Linked DNA regions of Mus musculus: region 2 is linked to region 1. Evidence: chromatin contacts called from public Hi-C data. All regions are on one chromosome and are shown on one strand. Each heading gives the region's core, a stretch centred on a gene start, on an enhancer-like site or on the middle of the called end of the contact. The rest is flanking DNA. Distances are from core to core; before and after follow the strand shown. Region 1 overlaps Ift122 (intraflagellar transport 122). Region 2 overlaps Alox5 (arachidonate 5-lipoxygenase).

Region 1 (5,515 bases), core at 2,112-4,611:
TGCAGGTCCCTGGTAATGGGCAGAGTAGGAAAAAAAGACTCTGGTCTCAGCCCAACAGGACCTTGAGCTATTTCCTTCCTATGGATGGGATCCAGCAGCCTTCTTTGTGGTCAGGCAAGCAAGTGACACCTCTTCAAGGGCCTGTCTGGTTCTGAGCACTGGATTTCTGAATTTGATAAGTCTGTCACTAGCATCCTTCAGCCTTGATATACCGCAGAGTCAGGGTGCTATTCGGAGTGGTCAGTCACAAGACTGTGAGTAACTTCCACAGAGGGAAGTGGGGAGCAGGGAACAGATGAGCTGGCAGCTAAGCAGCTCTCCTGTGCCATCTAGTGGGAGCACCCTTCTAGGCCAGGCCCCTCCTTCCACAAGTCTGAGTCCTGAAAAACCGACTGACACCCAGGGGAGAGAAAAGCCAAGGATTCAGGATTAAAACAAAACATCAGTCAAAGTCTATGCTCAAAGCTCTACGACTTTTCAAAATATCATGCTACCCACAAGAAATATACACACAATTTTCATTTGTCAAGTAAAATGACTAAAGAAATACCATTTTAACAAAGAACCCAGCGATCTGATATGCTCGTGTCTATTCTTGAGTGTTCTGGGATGCGAGGTGGGGTATGAAATGAAGAGAAGGATATATCCCAGCTCCAGTTCCCTTTATCTGGCCGCATGCTCTATAGCAGGGCAGTAATAATACGAGCTGGCTCTTAGGCTCTAGATGTGAAGGGTAACTGACTAGAGAATATAACTTTATTTCTAGCTATAGCCCGAAGACACCCTGAAAACCTATTGGTATTCTTTACAGGCTTGCATTTCTAGGTGGGGCAGGAGAAGGAACTTCCCCCCTCCTGAATTCCTAAAGCCCTAGTCTAATACTTCCCAATGCTTATCTGATCTAAAAATATGTAGGTAATTATTGGGTAGCTTGACTTTTCTTCATGCACTGTGTATTGAGACAGGGCCTTGTGCATGCTAGCCAGTGCTCTACCACTGAGCAGCGACACCTCCAACTCTGTGTGATATGGTTGGCATTTGCACAGCTATTCCAAACTCCTTTACCAGGCCTGGGGAGGCCTCAAGGTGAGTACAGAATAGAGGAAGAGTGCTATGCATTTTAGAAGCAGGGATAGAGAAGTCAGGCTGAGAGAACAGGCTGGGAAAAAGCCCAGCTCTGAAGTGTGCTCTGTTGTTAACAAGAGGCAGGTACCACATATGTCTGCAGGTACTTCAGTATCAGTAGCCTGGGCAAGAGGAGACTCTCCACTTGGCTATGGGAGAGAAAGCAGGGAAAGAGGACAGGAGAGGCTGGAAGCCATTCACTCTTCTCCCTTGATCTATCAGATGGGCACTCATAAGTCTAGGAAAGGTTAAATATTTTTGACCATTTCCTTAGCTTTTTTTGGCTAAACTAAAAGTAGCACTGTGAATCATGTCAAGAGGGTATGGGGACACTGCCACACTGCTGTGGGAATCAGAGAGCCTGACCATCTCCTCTGCACTAAGCCAGTGCTAAGAACAATGGTGGTGTGATAAATGGCTGGCGCTTAAGCCAGCCTGAGCTACCTCATTAATAAATGGCTGCCATGAGCAGGCTTTATCTAGGTTCTTTACATAAATGATTACTACCAAGACTGGCAGCCAGAATCAACCAGATGTTTTACTGGCATTATCTGCTTAGATCTTCCCAGCTTCCTGAGAACAGGTCCTTGTCTGCCAGAACCCTCCAGAAAAACAACCCCGGGAGGGTAGTTACCACCACTGTGAAAGGGGAGACTGAGGAGACTTCAGAGCCCATTAGAGTCACTTTCTGCCCCTTTGGTGTTACTGGCACCTTCTGCCTCAAGGGACCCTTTCAAGGACCAAATTCTGGCTCACACTACTAAGTGCATACCTTCCTTGCCGTCTCAAACTCTAGTCCTTCTAGAGCTTCCATGGCCAGTTCACGCCAATCAGCGTCTGTCACTCCCAAGCAAGCGATCTGATATGCTTCTTTGAACATCTTCCTATCGAGGTACTGGTACATTGGAGCGGACTGCAGGGTTTCAGGGAGAAAGAGAATAGTTCAGAGTAGTCAACGAGTCAGATTACAACCAGATGTTCACAGTGACATCACCAGAAACACCTACCTCAAGCTTCTGCCATCAATCAGCATCTTTGCAGCCTCGCCCTGGCCACCTGGGTACCTTCTTTTCTGCTACCCCTCCTGCTGAGCTCTCTGCACACACTTTTGGCTGTCATTTGCCTTCCTCTTTCCTAGGTCTACATAACCCTAATATATCATCTTCTCTGGGAAGGATTTACCCTGCCCACCCTCCCACCCCTCATGGAAAATGCCTACTTGGCTTTTTAAAGCTCTCTTAACAGGCCCCTCCTGGAAGCTCTCCTCATGCCCCAAGAGAAGGAGTCTCAGCTGTCCTTGGCCTCTGTGTAGATAAACCTTGTGCTGTACTCCATGTGGGTCTCTGGGGTGAAGCCCTGCTCAGCCTGTGGCAGCAGCGGGGCTCTAGTCACTCCCAGCAGTTCCTCCACCAGGCCAGAGGAACAAGTTCACTGACCAGAAGGGAGAGATCTGGGATGGCCTCTTCTCAAAGGCTATGTCTGAAAGGAGCACGGATATGGAGTTTGCTCCAGACAGCCCAGAAAACTCTGAGGACCAGTCTCTAGTGCTAAAGATCAAGATGCCTGGCTGAGAATATCTACAAGCATTCCCTAGTGACTTCTTTTTTAAGAGTATAAAGACTGTTGCAGTTGTCCAAAGAGTCCTGTGTAAGGAAGTGTGATTACCTTTGAGAACACCCCAGGAGAGGGAGACTCCTGGAGCAGACCTCACTTGTCGGAGGACACAGACCTATCAAACTAAGAACCTGAGGTTAAAGCAACAGGTGACCTGATGTTCTTGGTCCTGTGTTCCTTCTTGTCGTGTGTGTGTGTGTGTGTGTGTGTGTGTGTGTGTGTGTGAGAGAGAGAGAGAGAGAGAGAGAGAGAGAGAGAGAGAGAGAGAGAGAGAACACATGCATACACATCAGGCTAGAGCTGAGCTGGGCCTGGCATCTGTAGCAATAAAGGCCCTGTCTAGATTTGAGGCCAGTCAATACGCTTCAGGGACCCTTGTCTCCCTGCCGGATTCCTGGGCAGTAAAGATCAATCAGCCAGTACCCCTGTACTAATGGTTCTCAAATGTGAAACCGGAAGTGCTGTCTTCTCCATTTGGGGCCTTTATCTTTGACATTTCTGGTTCTTTTGCCCCCCTTCAGAATTAAAAGAAACCTTTTTCCTTTCAAGCTGATCTACCTCTGACAGCAAGGCACAGTTATTCCCAGGGGCTTGTTTTCCTGCGGTAACACACCATACACTTCCCCTCTTACTGTAGGGAGGCAGTGGGCCACGAGACTAGGAGCAGCTGAGACTCTGCCAGGCTAGGCTTCTGTGGGTTGAAGTGGCACTCTGAAAAGGGCAAAGGACCCATCTTCCTGGACACAGGCGTCCTCATCTCCTTACGCCTTCCCAAATCCCACCTACTCTGCCCTCACAATGAGCTCTCTTCTCTAGACTCCTCTGGTCCACTTTAGCTCTGTTTTGTGGCTTTTGATATTTCACGACTGTCTGTAATAAGGAGGAATAATAACAGGAATCTGGGCAGGCAAAACCTGAAAACGGGTGTAATTAACCCCATTTCACAGTGGCAAAGCCTGGAATCTTGGCTGCTCGGGGGGGGGGGGGGGGGGGATCACTTCAGCCCTGGAGTTCAAGACTAATGTGAGCAACATGGCAAAACAAAACCAAAACAAAACCCAATGATCCTATTGCACAGAAAAGAAATGAGGCCTCAAAGAGGAAGATACGGTGTTCAGGATGCAGCTGGATCAGGTTACAGAACCAGAATCCAAAACCAGGGCTCCAAACTACAGAACTTCCTGTGACAACCAACCTCCTCCATGACAAGGGAACATTAAAACGTTGCACAAGATCAGCTGATCGTACAGCAGAGAGGTACAACCTGAATGAGGATTTGAAAAGCATACTAATGAACCAGTCCCCTCTGAGCACACCCTTATCTGGCTGCTGTATTCCAAGCATGACATCATGGAGCACAACTCAGGTTTACTGCTCTACTTGGCAGCTCGGACACACCAGTTCTTGCACAAGATGATACAAATTTCGAAAGGAAACCAAAAATCCCAAGAGCAAAAATGGGGCTTTTTGCCTGGTCTGGAGGCCCAAACCACAAGAAGACTAGAGGCAAGGCGACAGATAAACAGCCTTTGTCTCCAGATCGCCTTTCCCAATGCTTGGCAGCTCTGGCCTGCTGCATCAGCAGGAAGGCTGCTGCAACCAACAGAGACTTTGGCTACTGACTCTTGGGGCTCTGGCAGAAGGAGCCCCAGCAGACCCTCTGGCTCCTCTTGGTTGGCTAGAATCAAGGAGCAGCAACTGCATTTATTTTTGAGGTTAGGATGGCAGTCTAGGGAGAAAACCTTTTAATAAGCAAAGCCTGTTTGGCAAGATGAGGAAGAGTGGGCTCCTAGCAGATGTGGTGCTTGGGTTTAGGATGCTACTGCGGAGCAGATAAGGACAGCACGGAGAGTCACACAGGCAGGCTGTCCTCAGCTGCCACCACACGTCCCATCTCTCACACTCTTTTTTCCCACTGTTCATTCCCATCAGACTTCACTGCCATTGCTTGAATACTCAGTAAGGAGCAGGAGCTGATGTGGACACTACTGCAGAAAAGCCCTGCAGCAACAAGTAGCAAGGGCTTCCATGGCTCCAAGGAAGAAGAAGACAGAGTCTGCAGGCCAGGTGTATGTAGGCAGGCAGACCAACAGCATTCTAGAGGAAAGGCAGTCTAGAACATATGAACATCTTTCTATGGACAAGGCCTCTGGCCCAGCAATTTCAGTTCTTGGAATTTGTACTATGTCAGGACATACACAAGGAAGATATCCACTATTTGCAAGAGTAAAAAGCTATGGGCAGCCAGGCCTGGTGACTCACACTTTTAATCCCAGCACTCTGAGGCAAAGACAGAGGAGACTGCTGTGGGATTGAGACCAGCCTGGTTCACACAGAGTTCCAGGGCAGCCTGGACCAATACTGAGACCCTGTTTCCAAAACACACAAAGAAAAACAAAAAGGCTGTAAGTAATATAAATGTAGGTGCCGGTGGAGTAAGCTATGGACTGTCATTGATAGAAGAGCTGCATTCATTACAAACAAAGCTGGGTACACAGCAGGGAGGGCATGGGGGCTTGCAGCAGGAAGGTACTCCAGACTGCACGGTGGAGCAAAGGAACAACTGCATTACAGTCTTGCACATTACTACCTAAGGGGAATTGAGCAACATATACAAGGAATCTCTTGTCCCTTCTCACACACAGATGTGAGCCTACAATTGTCTTCCTGTTTGAAAATCCTGGTAAGTGTATTCACTGACATGGCACAGCGTTTCCAGTAGACTGACTGCTGAGCAAAATGGCAGATTAGTAAGTGGGGTGCTTGGTTTGGGCAA
Region 2 (5,515 bases), core at 1,895-4,394, 520 kb before region 1:
AAATATTTTGGTTCAAATAAACCTCTGAACCATGAAGGAGGAAGCTCAGAACTTCTGTTCTATATGATACATGAATGGATCACTGCAGAAACATTCCTGTGTTGAATGTAAATGTAAAATGTATTATGTTAATATACTGCAGGAGAGAATGAGGGCTTACCTTTGTACCCTTGGCCTTGAAGAGAGGAAAGTAGGTTAGACAGACTCTTCCAGTGACCAGCAGGCTGACTTGCAGAGTCTGCAGGGGTGTGACAAAGGCAGGAGTAGCAGGCTGTCGTCCTGCATTTAGTTACTACGTGGTCACATGAAGAATCGTCCACTCTTACTAAAACAGTTTCTAGTGTTTGTTACACACCAAGTTACAGGGAAGGTGCGTGCATGTGGGTGTGGTGCACATGTCCTGAAGACCGTCAGTCACATCCCACCCCTGGCCTGGCTCCCGGGTCCGTTTCTGCTTCAAGTAGCTTGAATATATTTGGCTGCCTCCTGCAGGAAGGGAACATTTTCATCGTTGATTACGAGCTACTGGATGGCATCGATGCTAACAAAACTGACCCCTGTACACACCAGTTCCTGGCTGCCCCCATCTGCCTGCTATATAAGAACCTAGCCAACAAGATTGTTCCCATTGCCATCCAGGTAGGTGGCTGCTCAGCCCCAGCCCTTCTGTACGACTTGTACCTCTAGGGCTATGTGTGTGTGTGTGTGTGGTGGGGGTTCTGGGGCAGCACCATCCACTCCACTGAGAGGCACCAGAAGCTCTCACTCCAGCTTTCCCTGGGGTGGGGGAGAAAAATGAGCTACTGGGGGTCGCTGCTGCCATGAGAAGGCTGTCCACACCACGGCAGACAGTGCCTTTCCCAGGTACCTTTGAGACATTCCCTACTGAGGCTAAGCACTGGGGAGGGCTTGTCCTGCAGTGACCTGCTTTTCCTCCTACCACCTCCTGACGACTGTTTCCAAATTGACATGCCCACACAAGCCAGATGGGTGAAGCTAGGGGTGAAGTTGCAAACAGAAGCCACTGAGCTGTGTCGGAGACCTCACCAGTCCTGGAACATTGTCTTCCATACAAGTAGATTCTTGCAGCCCCGAGGACAGTGGAGGGCCACGGGAGCAGTCTCATGGGGATGGAAAGTCTGTGACACTGGGTAATGGGAATAATATCAGTGATATGCTGGTGTCTACACAGTCTAAAAGCCTTTGCCTGGGAAAGCTTAGAAATCATGAAAACTGCTGTATGTTAAGTGCCTAAGAACAGACACTATGCTTGAGCTTGGCCAAAAGACCAAGAAGCGGTAAAACTGTGACACATTTTAAATTTTCCAGCAACTGTATTAGTTTCAAATAGACCTCTGAACCAGAGGAGAAGTAGTTTAGAGCTTTTGTTCTGTTCAATATGATTCCCGAATGGGTCACTGCAGAAACATCTCTGTGTTGACTGTAGATATAAAATACCTTCTGTTGTCTCAGACCTGGAGGAGGGACTTGGCACATAAAGAAGCGTGTATATCGCTGGCATCCTAAATATTCTGGATCCTGGAGCCTATGATCATTGGGTCTCACACAGCATCTGTCTCCATTTGTGTAACTGTCACCTTACTGCTCTCAACCATCTTACCCATGCAAGGAGACTAAGGTACAGGTGCTCATAGTTAGCCAGCCACGGAGCTGAAATTCAAGCCAGCTGTCTCAAGCCTGAAGTTTAACTTATGTTTATAATCCCAGGCTGTCGGTTCAAGGACAGCCTGGGCTACAGAGTGGTGCCCAGTGTCAATTTGTTTAACTAATTAATCAAATCAGTTAGCTGCATATCTATACCCCCACCCCTCTGCACTCCAGGAGTCCTGAGCCTATTATCAGAGAAAGCTCTATGTGTAAGAAGCTGAAGCATCAAATGAAGGCACAGGGGATGTGGGAAATCACCACTGAAAGATGCCAGGAGAGGGATGGATTACCACTGACAGGTGTTCTGAAATAGCATGTCCCAGACATGTATTTATTAGAGCCAGAGGCCTGGCTCAAATCTCAGCTCTTTCCATTGTTAGCAGGAATTAGGCATTGGACAAGCCACAGGACATGGTTAACCCTTTCTCTATAGCTGCCCAGGAGAATTAATGCACCCCAGGGCAGTGGTAGCTGCAGTTACTGGGACAACCCTTGAACAGGGCCCACAGCTGCTGTAACAGATGGATTCTAGGCTGGGCTGTAAGAAGGCCCATGGGTCTCCGTGTTGAGGCTGGCAAGGCCAGGACAATTGAAAGCAGTGCTGAGAGGTTCTCTGCCAAGACTGAACTGAACCAGCCTTTTTGAGGATCAACAGAGCAACATGCTAGAGGATGGAGATCATGGTTCTGGCTTGGGTGTGAGGCTGCAGACAGACAGAACATAGGAGAGGTTGAGGGGATGGGACCGTGTCCAAAGCAGGAAACACTACAGCACTGTACACCTTCAAAGAGGACTGCATCTGCTCTCAGCTGACTTGGCCCTTCCCAGGGCTAGTACCAAAGCAGAAAAGCAAAACATGGAATATGGATGATATCAGCTCATTTATGCAAAAATGAATGCAAGAACACAGCATGCCACAAACCATATGCTTTACATGGGTAGACATTGGTGTTGGCTTGGTGAGACACAGGACACAGGGTCACCACGCTGCATACAGAACAGGTTGGAGATAGTAAGGATAGGTCTAAGTTCCTCATAATAAGGTTCTGTTTATGAAAAGTAAACACAAATACACACATATGCAAAGACCTAGGGAAGCAGCGACCTCTTGTGGCTGGACAAGAGGTACATTCTCACTAGTTCTTGGACTCTTCTGTAAATGCTGGAGTAGTTTACAATAATAATCATATATTATTTTCTACTCAGAAACAAAAGATGGCCTCCTTCAAAAGCATTTAAAATAATGCAAGCACGTTGTCCTGGGCATATTCTAGAAGAGCTGGGACAAGGACAAGTCTGGAGGGGTGGGAGGAGGTGTGGCATGCTCTGTATAAAAGCTCACCATGGGAGCCCCTGTGTGGCATGGTCAGACAGAGAGGAAGGAACTGCAGGGTGATGGAGTTACAGCAGGCAAAGCAACAGAGCATCCCTACTTAGCTCCATCCAGACCTCTGTGTGGCCTGGAGAGAGGCTGAGTCACTCAGAACCTCACACTTTATCTCTTTGCAAAATAGGAAGGATGAGGAAGAACTGTTGGTCAGGCTGTGGTGAGGATTTTGTGATGACACATACGTCAAACCTTACGACACAGCAGAAAGTCTCTGGACTCAGTGCCTGAGGATACCTGAGTAGGACAGGTGGCCCGTGTGCTCTAGGAAGCAGGCCACAGGGTGGCTGTCTGTGGGCCACACAGCTATGGAAACAGAGCGATCACTGTGAGGAGCAGTCCTCTGAGAACCTTGCTCACTAGGACCCTCTGGAAACGGCAAGCCTGTTGTCCTCTGAGGACACATGTGCTGACTTCTGACTTAAACCTGATCACTTAAGGAATCTGAAATTCTCTCCTAAAGGTAGAGGACAAATCCATTAGCGAACAAGTGGGAAGGATACTGTGGGGGTCAGGAGTGTCTCCCTGGCCTCCTTGCTCATCCTCAGGCGGTAGGGGAGAGCTGCTTCCCTAGTAGTCCTGCCACCTCCCCCACAGCACAGTGGCTTAGGAAGCTTAGGACGCAGTACTCCTTGCTCTGGTGTTCTCGAGACGCACTTAATCCAAACCAAGACCCGGAGTAAATTCTTAGTGTCCATAACCCAAAGACTTAGAAGAAGAGTAAAAGAATGAAACCTGCCAGGACTATTTCAGAATGGTTTTGTGTTGTAGAAAAGTGGGTGAGGCAAGGAGCTAAAGGGGTCTGCAACCCTATAGGTGGAACAACAATATGAACTAACCAGTACCCCCGGAGCTCGTGTCTCTAGCTGCATATGTAGCAGAAGACGGCCTAGTCGGCCATCATTGGGAAGAGAGGCCCCTTGGTCTTGCAAACTTTATATGCCTCAGTACAGGGGAATGCCAGGGCCAAGAAGTGGGAGTGGGGGGGGGAGTGGGGGGAGGGTCTGGGGGACTTTTGGGATAGCATTTGAAATGTAAATGAAGAAAATACCTAATTAAAAAATAAATAAATAAAATTCTCAAAGATTAAAAAAGAAAGAAAGAAAGAAAAGTAAAGAAAAGAAAAGTGGGTGAGGTAAATATTTTACCCTGGGGTTACGTATTTCTTTTTTCTTTTAAAAAATATGGCTGACTAAAAAAAAAAAAATGTAATTTAAAAAAAGGTGGCCTCCTAGAAATTTGAATTTGTGCTGCTTGCATTATATTTCTATTGGCTAGTGCTACTTTGGATGGAGAGACAAATCAGAAAGGTGCTTATAACCTCTCTAATGAAAACAACTTAAGGAAGGGAGAGTTATTTTGGTGCTCAGTTTAAGGGAATACAGTCCATCGCAGAGGGTGAGGCATGGCTGTAGAAATAGGAAGTGGTTGGTTCCATTCATAATCAGGAAGCAAATAGACAGGAAGTGGGGCCAGTATGTGGAACCTCCAAGCCCAAGTCTCCTGCTCCTAAAAGTTCCAAATCTTCCAAAACAGCACTGCCAGCTAGCGATCAAGTGTTCAAACACACGAGCCTACCGGGACATCACATTTAAACCGCAAAACCATCTTCCAGATTAGTTAGGGGGGTGCAGCTAACTCTGCTCAGGGGCCTTATCTTTCTGGCTTTAAAGAAATGAGTTTTTAAAGAACAGATAACAAATTTCTTTACATTTTAGAGAAAAATCACATGACCCAAGCAAGGAAACTGGAAATGCAAACGCAAGCTGGGCCCCTGGGTACCTGGTTTCAGAGTTAGGGCTCAGAGCAGGGCTCCAGCAGCAAATCCTGATTTGCAGCTGGAGCAAAAGGGAACTGGGCAGCATGCAGCCCCAGCCTTGGTCCAGAAGGAGCACGGCACTCAAGGTCAGGGTGTCTGTCAGGGAGGAGGATGGAGGGCACTGCTGAGCAGAAGTGGTAAGCTGGAGGATGCCAGGCTCTGGGGAGGGCACAGGTCACCGACCCTTGCAGCTGCTCGCTCCTTCCCCGAGGTCTGTACCACTGTCCTCAAGTTACAGACAAGGAACCTACAGCTCACAAACAGGTCAAAAGACATGTCACTAGGGCCCTCCACCACTCCCCACGTGCTTTTTGTGATCTGAAAGTCATGGCCGGTTGATGTTTGCTTTCTTGTGGAACTTCCCCAGAGTTCTCCCACAGCTCCCAATGAGAAATAAAGTGGAGCGTTCTCTTTCTCTAATGCACCAGCTCAACCAAACCCCTGGAGAGAGTAACCCAATCTTCCTCCCTACGGATTCAAAGTACGACTGGCTTTTGGCCAAAATCTGGGTGCGTTCCAGTGACTTCCACGTCCATCAAACGATCACCCACCTTCTGCGCACGCATCTGGTGTCTGAGGTGTTTGGTATCGCCATGTACCGCCAGCTGCCTGCTGTGCATCCCCTTTTCAAGGTACAACCA

The links. Hi-C and Micro-C count contacts between places; a contact is called where the count stands out from the background.
Region 2: a Hi-C map of the G1E-ER4 cell line shows a contact between it and region 1, with 2.1 times the contacts expected there. The contact joins two enhancer-like sites. A contact is called at or near these places in 2 of 484 Hi-C or Micro-C datasets (the G1E-ER4 cell line and the HL-1 cell line).

The regions. Positions count from the first base shown.
Region 1 is chr6:115,896,002-115,901,516 of GRCm38.p6, reverse strand. Ift122 (intraflagellar transport 122) reads right to left here. Exons shown (of 29, transcript NM_001167763.1): 15 at 1,898-2,038. Among named protein-coding and RNA genes, the nearest start is that of Rho, 33 kb to the left of the region's middle. Within about 2 kb of position 3,361, at least 80 of the 459 cell types and tissues checked have an H3K27ac peak or open chromatin away from gene starts, as enhancers often do. A contact at or near this core is called in the G1E-ER4 cell line, where this site is marked.
Region 2 is chr6:116,415,365-116,420,879 of GRCm38.p6, reverse strand. Alox5 (arachidonate 5-lipoxygenase) reads left to right here. Exons shown (of 14, transcript NM_009662.2): 7 at 493-639; 8 at 5,303-5,506. Gm38880 (a long non-coding RNA gene) reads right to left here. Exons shown (of 5, transcript XR_869387.2): 2 at 161-5,515. Among named protein-coding and RNA genes, the nearest start is that of Gm38880, 4.9 kb to the right of the region's middle. Within about 2 kb of position 3,144, at least 34 of the 459 cell types and tissues checked have an H3K27ac peak or open chromatin away from gene starts, as enhancers often do. A contact at or near this core is called in the G1E-ER4 cell line, where this site is marked.